Linked DNA regions of Macaca mulatta: region 2 is linked to region 1. Evidence: chromatin contacts called from public Hi-C data. All regions are on one chromosome and are shown on one strand. Each heading gives the region's core, a stretch centred on a gene start, on an enhancer-like site or on the middle of the called end of the contact. The rest is flanking DNA. Distances are from core to core; before and after follow the strand shown. Region 1 holds the start of HIC2 (HIC ZBTB transcriptional repressor 2). Region 2 holds the start of TMEM191C (transmembrane protein 191C).

Region 1 (5,768 bases), core at 2,009-4,508:
ATTTTGTTTTTTTAGTAGAAATGGGGTTTCACCATCTTGGCCAGGCTGGTGTTGAACTCCTGACCTCGTGATCCACCCACCTGGGCCTCCCAAAGTGCTGGGATTACAGGCGTGAGTCACTGCTCCCGGCCTTATTTATTTACTTTTAATGGAGTCCCACTCTGTCGCCCAGGCTGGAGTGCAGCAGCGCCACCTCGGCTCACTGCAACCTCTGCCTCCCGTGTTCAAGCACTTCTCGTGCTGTGCCTTAGCCTGCTGAGTGGCTGGGACTACAGGCATGTGACACCATGCCCGGCTAATTCTTTTTTTTTTTTTTTTGCGACAGAGTTTTGCTTTTGTTGCCCAGGCTGGAGTGCAATGGTGCGATCTTGGCTTACCGCAACCTCCGCCTCCCGGGTTCAAGCGATTCTCCTGCCTCAGTCTCCTGAGTAGCTGGGATTACAGGCATGCTCAATCATGCCCAGCTAACTTTTTGTATTTTTAGTAGGGATGGGGTTTCTCCATATTGGTCAGGCTGGTCTTGAACTCCCAGCCTCGGGTAATCCGCCCGCCTCAGCCTCCCAAAATGCTGGGATTATAGGCATGAGCCATTACTCCTGGCCTAATCCACATTCCATTATGTGGATTATTTAACCCCATTATGAGAAATTTGTTTATGCTTTCTTTCATTATTATACATGACACTTAAAAAATATTATTGTGGCCGGGCGCGGTGGCTCAAGCCTGTAATCCCAGCACTTTGGGAGGCCGAGACGGGCGGATCACAAGGTCAGGAGATCGAGACCATCCTGGCTAACCCGGTGAAACCCCGTCTCTACTAAAAAATACAAAAAACTAGCCGGGCAAGGTGGCGGGCGCCTGTAGTCCCAGCTACTCCGGAGGCTGAGGCAGGAGAATGGCGTGAACCCGGGAGGCGGAGCTTGCAGTGAGCTGAAATCCGGCCACTGCACTCCAGCCTGGGTGACAGAGCGAGACTCCGTCTCAAAAAAAAAAAAAAAAATTATTGTATATTAGTTATCTTTTGCACTGTTTTTTGAGACCGAGTCTCCCTCTGTTGCCCAGGCTGGAGTGTCATGGCATGATCTCAGCTCACTGCAACCTCAGCCTCCCAGATTCAAGTGATTCTCGTGTCTCATGTAGTAGTTGGGACTACGCGCATGCACCATGACATCCGGCTAATTTTTGTATTTTTAGTAGAGACGGGGTTTCACCATGTTGCCCAGGGTGGTCTCAAAGTCTGGCCTTGGCCTCCGAAAATGCTAGAATTACAGGCATGAGGCGGCCACATTAGTTTTCAAATGCAGACGAAACAAGGGACCGTTGAATGCCTGTTGTCTCAGGTGTGCTCCTAGGCACGGGTTCCAAACTTACAGGTACAAACTTACTTATGGGTAGAGAGACAGATAATAAGTACGTGGTCTGTAAATGTGGTTAATTTCCCCAGAACAGAATCCTGGAATACTGGTCTGAGAGGGTATAATTATTTTAAAATATTTTTGGGGCCAGGTGAGTTGGCTTAGCCTGTAATTCCAGCATTTTGAGAGGCAGGAGGATCACCTGATCCCAGGAGTTTGCGGCTACACTCCAGCCTGGGCAACGGAGTGAGACTCCGAGCGTCAAGAAACAAAACAAAACAAACAAACAAAAAAACTTTTGGCTTACACCGCCAAACTCATGTCCAGGAATTTTGAGGCGATTTATGTGCTTCCAACAGTATAAGACTGATAAGAGTGATTACCTACCAGACCCTGTGTTTGAAGGTTATCATTTGAAACTGATTTTTAATTTGTTTAGTAGAAAACCCAGCTTCTTATAGTTTTAATTTATATGTCTTGGGTTAGCAGAATGGTTGACTATTTTTTTTTCAGTCGTTCCTTCAAATAGTGAGTCCTCTGCTGGGCTCTATTTGTGGAATATTCCTTTTCTTCTTCAAGGATGTTTGATATCTCTTTTTTCTTCACAGATGTTTGATATTTCCTTTTTCATCTATTGTGTTCTTACCATTTCTAGGATGTTTCTAGGCTTTCTATTCTATTTCTTGTTCTGTACCACACTGAAATGCTTGCGGTAGCTTTACAATTTCTTTTTGACATCTGTTAGGGCAAGTCTACCTTCATGCCTGCTTTTGTTTCCAAGGGGGGAAAACGATAGCTGTTTTCGACTATTTAGTTTTCCAGGTGAACTAAGAATTTTGTGAAGTCTAAGAAATGTTGTTAGCATGACACTAAACCTATACGTCGATTAGGAAAGAAAGGTTGCATAATCAGCTTGGCAAAGGGTTATTGGAACTGGCTTTTAATCTTGACTGGAGCTGGAGCACAACTTGCCTGTAAGGCAGACCTGTGCTCCTCTTGGACTTGGGCGACCTCGATAGTGGTGTGTTCCTTTGTTTGGTGTTCAAAGTAGAGAGAGGTCCATTAAGTAGCTCCCTAGAGAAGCAGTGGCGGCTCAGGCCAGCCCAGCCCCTGGGAAGGCCATCTGCATGGCGGCCGGGAGCCCGGGTCCTGGTGGGCCGGCTCGGGCAGGCGCTTGACCCCTGGGGCCTGCGAGGGGCTGCGGCCACCGGAAGGGGCTGGCTGAGCGCAGCTCGCTGGGTCCTCCGCGCCTTCGGAGCAGGTAAGGCACGCGGGGGTGCGCGCGCGCGGGCCGGAGGGGCGCTGGGGTCAGGGAAGGGGCGCCCCTTCTCTTTTGCACCCAACCAGCCCGGGCCTCCCCAGGAGCCCAGACCCCCGAGCTTGCAGTCACTGCTGGCTACGCCTTTGAGCCTCGCGCAACCGCAGGGAGCGTCGAGTAGGGGTCGCAAGGGAGTCGGGGAGGAGACGCGTAGGCCGACAGAGGTCCCTAATTCGGGGCTCCTAGGGGTCAGGGTAGGGCTAAAAGGGAGTAAGTCCATCTGAGTTTGAGGGGGTGGGCGTCAGCCTGTGGAGGGGGGGGCCAGCGTCCCTGTCCCGGGGGCGGGTATGCGGTCCGGGTACTTCGGGGGTGAGGTCGCGGTCCTGTCCTGGCGCTTGAGGTCGGGATCCAGTTAGATGTCCGGGGTCTGGGTCCCCGGCTCCTCTCGCGCTCCCCTCCCCCACGGCGCCGGACCCCCGCAGCCCGCCCCGCCTAGTACTCGGACCGCTTGCCGGCGCCGGCGCCGGCCCCGCCCCCGGAGGCCCCGCCCCGGTTCGCAGGCCCCGCCCCCTAGCGCCCCCTGGCCCCGCCCCGCTGCTCGCCCATTCAGATGTGGGTCAGGGGTGAGCGGGCGGCGCCGACGTCACAAGCTTCCAAGATGGCGCTGGGCGGGCGGCTGTGAGCGGCGCTCGGGGCGCGCTGGGCGGGGAGCCGAGCCGAGCCGGCGGCAGACGGACGGGGCGGACGCGTGCGGCGCGAGCCGGGCGCTGAGGACAAGGGCCGCTGGTAGGGCCGGCCGGCCGGCGGGCGGAGCGCCGCCGCCGACGCACACGAGGTGAGGGGCGGCCTTGGGGGGCGGGGGGCGCGGGGCGCGGGCGGGGGCCGCGGGCCGGGCGCGTCCCCGGAGAGAGGGGCGTGGGCGCGCGCGCCCGGGCGACGTGGGACTGCGCGCGTGGGGGACGCGCTCGCGTCTGGCGGGCCTGGGCGGGGGCGCACGCGGGACCCCTGGCAGGCCCGGGCTTTGTGGGCCAGATGCCCAGAGGGGCGCGGGCGGTGGGGCACCCGGGGCACAAAGCCCACGGGGCCGCGCCAGGCCCAGGAGGCGCGGGTCTGCGGAGCGGGGGTCGGCGGGCGAGCGGGCGCCGGCTCTTTGTGCCTTTTCATTAGCAATCTAATCCGAACAGCGTCGGGCGAGCTGCGCTGCCTGACAGGCGGGAGGGCTCCCATTATGCAAACGGCCCTGCGCCCGCGGCCGCCCCCTCGCTGGAGGATTTTGCGATTTCCAGAACTGCGGTCTTGCACTGTCTGCGGTCTCCTCTCTTCTTGCCTCCTCCCCGCGGGAAGACTGGCCACGGCAGGGGCAGGGGCAGGGGCGGGCCTGGAGGGGCCGCTCCCAGAGGGCCAGGCTCTGCGCCTGGTGGGCTCGCTGCCCTGCCCCCAGATCTCTCCTGTAGGCAGCCGCTTGGCAGGAAGAGAGATGGGCTTGGGGGAGGGGGTCGGCTGGCAGGGGGAAGGGACCGGCTGGCTGAGGGAGGGGGCTGAGGGGCCCCAGCTTGTCACTCTCTGTTTATCTTCCAAGATGGTTCATATTCACACAGGCCTGGGTGTGTGCGTGGTGGGGGGGAAATGCCTCTCCCTGGGGGGCAGTGACTTGCGGAGAGGAGGGAATGAGGCCAGATAATGCTCCCAACGGCCCCACCCAGAACTGCCTGGGACTGCCTGTGTAAGGGAGCCCAATGCTGAGCCGGATGGGTTGGAGCGGTGTTAAAGTTATTTATCCATGTCTTCTATCCCCTGCACCCCTAGTCTTTTCTAGTAGGAGTTGCCAAGCACATCTGGAAAGCTATGTTCCCGACCCCCCACTCCCCCAGCAGCAGGAGGGGTGTAACCCAGGGAAGCCACCCCTCTGACATATGTGCTGGGGGGAGGGGCAGAGCCTTGCCCATAGGAATCCTGTGGCGGTGGGTTGTTGACTGATGTGGGGATTGCTGTGTCTCTTGTGCTGTCGGAGAGCTGGCAGGTAGTGGAGGGGCCTTGGGAGCTCCTAGGGTGAACTCAAGGCTGTCCTCTAAGGATCCAGGATGGAGGGATGGAGCTGGGTCACTCAAACCTAAGGCCTTTCTGGGTCTAGCATTTATTGCTTCCTGGTTTCTGGCTTTGCTTCTTTCCCTCCATTCTCATCTGCCAGTGTCTGGACTCCCTGGGCCTTCAAGCAGACATTTTCAGGAGCACAGGCCATGTGGTTGGTCTGGAGCCCTGTGGCAAGGAGAGTGTGCATGCTTGGTGGAGCAGGGTTGCTGTAGTAGTCTGAAAAACAGATGAGCTGGCCTCTGGAGACAAAACTGTGTGGCGAGACTGCTGGTTTAGTGAGTTCTGAACACCAAGAACAGGGCTGGGAGTCTGATGCTTGGGGGCTGAACTGAGTCCTGTGGCCCAGAATTGTTGCCTGGAAGTGAACGTTCCGTCTTGTGCCATTGAGATTGTGAAGATCTCTAGGTCCCACAGGACAAGCAATAGACTTGGAAGGCTGGGAAGAGGCTCCCCAGCTGCCTCCCTTCGGAGGTCAGAGCTCTCAGGTGGGTCGGCAGGCCAGTGTCGGGTTGGGGGAGGGAGGTTGTAGAGTGCCTGTAGCCCAGCTTTTCTGGCCAGTTGGCTCTGAGTGCTGCTGTGTGCCCAGCAACCTCTCCCTGCGGTGTTTTTCTGCCAGTTGTTGGAACTTGTAGATTAGTCACTGAGGTTTTACGACCGATTCCTGAAAAGAAAAATCTCCCTCTGGTTGCTGGCTCTGTGTAGAGGAAGAAGAAGCCCGAGGGAGTCAGGCCTTTAATTAAAGCAAAACCGAAATGATTGTGAAGTTGCTGGAAGGAGAAGAGAAGGCGCAGGTGGGGCAGGGGTGATGAGTCCTGATGAGTCCTGTTGTGCTGCATGATACCTGCTCTGGGGACAGGTAGGCACGATCCCATCCTCGATCCTCGGTCTTGGCCAGCAGCCCAGCCTTCTTCACAAGCTGCAGTCCTGGATTAATCCTCACGTAGTGTTTTCTTTCCGTAGATCAGATTTCTCATTTTGTTAATAAGCGCAGCCTCCCGTCCACTTGAAGTCAGCTGTTGTGGACGAGGAGCAACAGGATTTTGCATTATTGAGCTGATAGCCTG
Region 2 (5,768 bases), core at 2,452-4,951, 58 kb after region 1:
CAATTTTTAAAAATTGTATTATTTTAGAAATGGGGTCTCACTCTGTTTCTCAGGCTGGACTTGAACTCTGGACCTCAAGAGATCCTTCTGCTTTAACCTCCTGAGTCGCTAGGACTTAAGGCATGCACCACGGCACTCGGCAACATCTAATTTTATTTCTCCTCTTATCACGAGCCAGTTTATTCAGCATAAGTTGTCATGTGGTCATGGGGGTGCCTACCTCAAATCCTCCTTGCCGGCCGGGCACGGTGGCTCAAGCCTGTAATCCCAGCACTTTGGGAGGCCGAGACGGGTGGATCACGAGGTCAGGAGATCGAGACCATCCTGGCTAATACGGTGAAACCCCGTCTCTACTAAAAAATACAAAAAACTAGCCGGACGAGGTGGCGGGCGCCTGTAGTCCCAGCTACTCGGGAGGCTGAGGCAGGAGAAGGGCGGGAACCTGGGAGGCGGAGCTTGCAGTGAGCTGAGATCCGGCCACTGCACTCCAGCCGGGGTGACAGAGCGAGACTCCGTCTCAAAAAAAAAAAAAAAAAAAAAAAAAAAAAATCCTCCTTGCCCTGTAGTTTAGTCTTGGTTCTGTTCCCATGTGCTGTAGGTTGCCTTAGGAACCAGCGTAAGTCCTAGTTCTTGCCCATTAGAGGTGGGGGCTCCCAGCTCCCTAAAGAGACACATAAGATATAGCATATTGACTTGCTCTTTTAGGTCCCTCATGGTTACAAGGTGGCTAGAGCAGTTCCAGCCCGTAGGACAAAGACAATGTTGCTCCCATGTGTCCTTTCGCAGAAACTCAAACCTCTCAGAAGCCCACAGCCAACTTTCCCTAGTGTTTCAGAGGCAGAATTCTACAAGGGAAGTGAGACATCCATGGTTGGTTTAGACCAGTCCTGCTTTACACCTGGGGAGAGGATGGGCCTGGCTGCCCAGAAGAACAAATTTAGGGGCTTGTATCAGCAAGAAGGAAGAGAGAGAGAGAGAGAGCAGTTTTAAGCGGTTGCTAGGCGGCCAGGTGTGGTGGCTCCTGCCTGTAATGGGAGGCCGAGGTGAGTGGATCACTTGAGGTCAGGAGTTCAAGACCAGCCTGACCAAGGTGAAACCCCATCTGTACTAAAAATACAAAAGTTAGCTGGGTGTGGTGGCGGGTGCCTGTAATCCCAGCTACTCGGGAGGCTGAGACAGGAGAATCGCTTGAACCTGGGAGGTGGAGGTTGCAGTGAGTCAAGATCATGCCACTGCACTCCAGTCTGGGTGACACAGCAAGACTGCATTTCAAAAAAAAAAGGAAAAAAAAAAAAATAAGGTTGGTAGGCAACCAACTGTGTGTGCAGATTCTTCAAGCTTTCCTACTAGATTTTTTTTGAGACGAGTTTTGCTCTGTTGCCCAGGCTGGAATGCAATGGCGTGATCTTGGCTTACTGCAACCTTCGCCTCCCCTGTTCAAGTGATTCTCCTGCCTCAGCCTCCAGAGTAGCTGGGATTACAGGCGCTCGCCACCATGCCCAGGTAATCTTGTATTTTTAGTAGAGATGGGGTTTCACCATGTTGGTCAGGCTGGTCTTGAATTCCTGACCTCGTGATCCACCCCCCTCGGCCTCCCAAAGTGCTGAGATTACAGGCATGAGCCACTGTGCCCAGCCTCTTCTACTACTTATTTTTATTTTTATTTTTTTTGAGATGGAGGCTCATACTGTTGCCCAGGCTGGAGTGCAGTGGCGCGATCTCGGCTCACTGCAACCTCCGCCTCCTGGTTTTATGTGATTCTCCTGCCTCCTCCCAAGTAGCTGGGATTACAGGCCACCACGCCCAGCTAATTTTTTGTATTTTTAGTAGAGATGGGGTTTTACCATGTTGGCCAGGCTGGTCTCAAACTCCAGACCTCAGGTGATCCACCCACCTTGGCCTCCCAAAGTGCTGGGATTACAGGCGTGAGCCACAGCGCTCGGCCCCTACTACTACTATTTTTTTTGTTTTTGAGACGGAGCCTCGCTCTGTCACCAGGCTGGAGTGCAGTGGTGCAATCTCAGCTCACTGTAACCTCTGCCTCCCGGGTTCGATTCCCCTGCCTCAGCCTCCCGAGTAGTTGGGACTATAGACACGCACCACCATATCCGGCTAAATTTTTTTTTTTTGTATTTTAGTAGAGGTGGGGTTTCACCACGTAGGCCAGGATGGTCTTGATCTCCTGACCTTGTGATCCACCCGCCTCAGCCTTCCAAATTACTGGGATTACAGGCGTGAGCCACCATGCCCAGCCGTTTACTACTACTACTTAAAGGGTGAGAGGCGGGAGGATCGCTTGAGCCCTAAAGTTTGCGGCTGCAGTGAGCTTGTGATGGTGCCACTGCACTCCAACCAGGGTTACAATGGGACCCTGACTCTTAAAAAAAAAAAAAAAAAAAAAAAAAAAAAAAAAAGCATACACTATTTTTTTTTGAGACGGAGTCTCGCTGTGTCTCCCAGGCTGGAGTGCAGTGGCGGGATCTCAGCTCACTGCAAGCTCCGCCTCCCGGGTTTAGGCCATTCTTCTGCCTCAGCCTCCCGAGTAGCTGGGACTACAGGCGCCCGCCACGTCGCCCGGCTAGTTTTTTGTATTTTTGGTAGAGACGGGGTTTCACCGTGTTAGCCAGGATGGTCTCGATCTGTTTCCCTTTAGATTTTGTTAGTAATTTATTTTGGATTTTTGCATCCAAGTTCATAATTGTACTCGACAAATAAAGGCAGATTTTAAAAGGACAAGTTGGGAGGCTAAGGCGGAAGGATCACTTGGGCCTGGGAGATTGAGGCTGCTCTGAGCCTTGATTGTGCCACTGTACTCCAGCCTGGTGACAGCAAGACCTTTGTCTCTAAAATAATAATAAATAAAAGGACGAGTTTACTTACAGTCTCACCAAGCAATGAAAGAGCTTATCTTCCTCCTGTTTCCTTTGCGGATCTTGTCATGTATTTTATCTTAGTTACTTTAGCATAAATGCTAAATCAAATTCTTTTTCACCAGACATCATCATAGCTCTAGGCATGCCACATAATAAATACCCAAACACATATTAATCATTAAAATTGTTTCCTTTTTTTTGTGGCTACTGTAACCACTTCAGCGAACCATTTAATGCACAGTGGGTTTAAATTATTTTTTCTCGGCTGGGCGCGGTGGCTCACGCCTGTAGCCCTTTGGGAGGCTGAGGCAGGTGGATCACGAGGTCAGGAGATCGAGACCATCCTGGCTAACACAGTGAAACCCCGTCTCTACTAAAAAAAAAAAAAAAAAAAAAAAGCCGGGCATAGTGGCAGGCGTCTCTAGTCCCAGCTACCCGGGAGGCTGAGGCAGGAGAATGGCGTGAATCCGGGAGGCAGAGCTTGCAGTGAGCCGAGATAGCGCCACTGCACTCCAGCCGGGGAGACACAGCGAGACTCTGTCTCAAAAAAAGAAAAAATATTTTTTCTCCTTCCTGGGATAAATTTCCCAGGAGAGGGATAATTGGGTCAAAAGATATGAACATATTTATGGGTTCTTTTCTACAAGAGATCGATCAGTTTCCGAGTGCCATCTGCTATGTGGGGGAACCAATCTTCAACTTGCCTGCATTTGGTCTTAGTATTTTATTAATCTTTCATTGATCCAATTAGCTCTTTGACACAATTTTCATCAGTGGTGGACTAAGTGTGACCGGCCTGACCTGTCTCTAGCTGGTGTGAGAAGAGGCATGTGTCAGGTTGCGCTTGGGCTCCCCCTGCCGCCCGTTGTGGTACAGCCCGCTAGGCGCTCCCTGCTGCCCATTGTGACGCCCGCCAGCCGCAGGCTGGGTCCCCTAGGCGGGCGGCGTTTAGGCACGGTCTCCACAGCCATGGCCGCGACGCAGGAGCTGCTGCTGCAGTTGCAGAAGGATAACCGAGATGGTCGCCAGCGGAAGCAGGAGCTAGAGAAGCTGATGCGCGGGCTCGAGGCCGAGAGCGAGAGCCTCAACCGGCGCCTGCAGGACCTGAGCGAGCGGGAGCGAAGGTGCGCGGGGAACGCCGCTCCACCTGGCGGGCGCGTGAGGGTCCGTCCCGCAGGCAGCGCCGCGAGGGGCTTCGCAGAGTACCAGGCCGATCCGCCCGGGCCCGCACCTCTGCTCTAGGCGCTTGGGGAACGGGCGATCCACCCAGCGGACCCAGGTGGGGGACTCGGTCAGGACTTCCCCGTTCCCAATCATGAGCCTGCAGCTGGTCCTTCCCGGTGACTGCGGGATCCTGAGCAACCCAGTCCGCCTTGTAGCGCCAACCTCAGTTTCCCTCTGCAGCCTGCTGCGGAGGCGAAGCCAGGCAGTACAACCTCTGCAAGGGGAGGCGCGCGAGGCGGCGCGGGAGCGCGCGGAGCGGGTGCGCAGAAGGCTGGAGGAGGCGGAGCGCCACAAGGAGGACTTGGTGAGTAAGAGTCCTGGAATGGGGCTGGATCCACGGTGGAGTGGGGCAGGGTGGGCGGAAGGGGGCGGGATCCGGGGGTGGGGTGAGGCAGGACCGGCGGAGAGGCCGGCACCGCCCCAGGACCCTGTCCGCAGGAGCAGTACAACAGGCAGCTGCAGGAGCAGTGGGAGGAGCTGTCTAGTCAGGTACGTGCGGGAGATGGGAGGGTCTGTCTCTTGGTTCCTCTCGGAAGTCCTGCCCTGGTCCCCGCCCTTGTTGCCTCTCCGTCCCTGTCACCCCGACACCCGTTCCTCCAGAAGTCGGTAAACCCCGCCTTTACAAGCCCCGCCCCTAGCTCTTCTACTACGGAGGGGAACAGCAGAGCCAGAAGAGCACGGAGCAGCAACTCGCAGCCCAATTGGTGACGCTGCAGGTGCTTGAGCTGGACCCTGAGGTCTTTAGTAGAGGCGGAGCAGCAGCATGAGCGGGGCCATGACCACCTGGGGGTGTGGCTTGCGGCAGGCCCTGACAGCGTGGACTGGGCGGGGATGTGGGCGGAGCATAATCGCATGGGGGCGGGGCCCTGAGGGCTAGAATAGGGGCGGAGAGCGGAGGGGGTGGGGCCACGACTAACTGGGGCGTTGCTTACGATGGGTCCTGAGGACGTGGGCAGGGTCATGGTCGCCTGGGGACGGGCGCTGAGGGCCACGGGCGGGGCCCGGAGGGGCAGCGGGGTGTCGGCCTGCGGACCTCCTGACATTCCCTGGGTCCTTCTCAAGAATGAACTGGAGCTGGCGGAGACCAAGTGCGCCTTGCAGGAGGAGAAACTGCAGCAGGTGAGGGCAGAAGTGGGTTCTGTTGGAGGGTCAGCTTTCGAGTGTGGGTGGGGAAGGGCGTGTCTCCCCGGAGTCTAACCCAGGTGTCCACACCCAGGGCGCGCTGCAGACAGCTGAGGCCTGGGCCATATTCCAGGAGCAGACCGTAGTCCTGCAGGTGCGGCCCCACTCGGACGCCAAGGTGCCTCCCGCCTCTCCTCCCCCAGACCTGGGGCGGCAGGTCTCCCAACCCGCCGCCAGGACGCCTCCCCGAGGCCTCAGTCCGCACTCTCACCCGCTCCAGGAGGTGCAGGTGAAGGTGATGGAGGCTGCGGAGGAGCTGGACGCCTGGCAGAGTGGCCGGGAACCGTAAGGGAGTTGGGCCTGCGGGCGCGGCGGGGCACTGTGGGGCCGGGCCGGGCTCCCACCTGCATGCCTGTCCCCGCAGGTGTGACGGACAGCTTCGCGGAGTGCAGTATAGCACCGAGTCGCTCATGGAGGAGATGGCCAGGGCGGACCGAGTGAGCGCCTGCGCGGGTCCAGGCGGGGCGGGCTGGAGCGGGACACCCCTCC

Evidence for each region. A called contact is a pair of places that touch in the nucleus more often than the background predicts.
Region 2: a Hi-C map of CD4 T cells shows a contact between it and region 1, with 3 times the contacts expected there. The contact joins the promoter of TMEM191C here to the promoter of HIC2 in region 1.

What each region holds. Positions count from the first base shown.
Region 1 is chr10:31,475,522-31,481,289 of T2T-MMU8v2.0, forward strand. HIC2 (HIC ZBTB transcriptional repressor 2) reads left to right here and starts at 3,259. Exons shown (of 3, transcript XM_028827944.2): 1 at 3,259-3,448.
Region 2 is chr10:31,532,632-31,538,399 of T2T-MMU8v2.0, forward strand. It overlaps TMEM191C (transmembrane protein 191C), which reads left to right and starts at 3,702. Exons shown (of 10, transcript NM_001193786.2): 1 at 3,702-3,997; 2 at 4,278-4,401; 3 at 4,536-4,586; 4 at 4,736-4,813; 5 at 5,160-5,216; 6 at 5,314-5,397; 7 at 5,500-5,564; 8 at 5,644-5,716. The coding sequence starts at 3,702.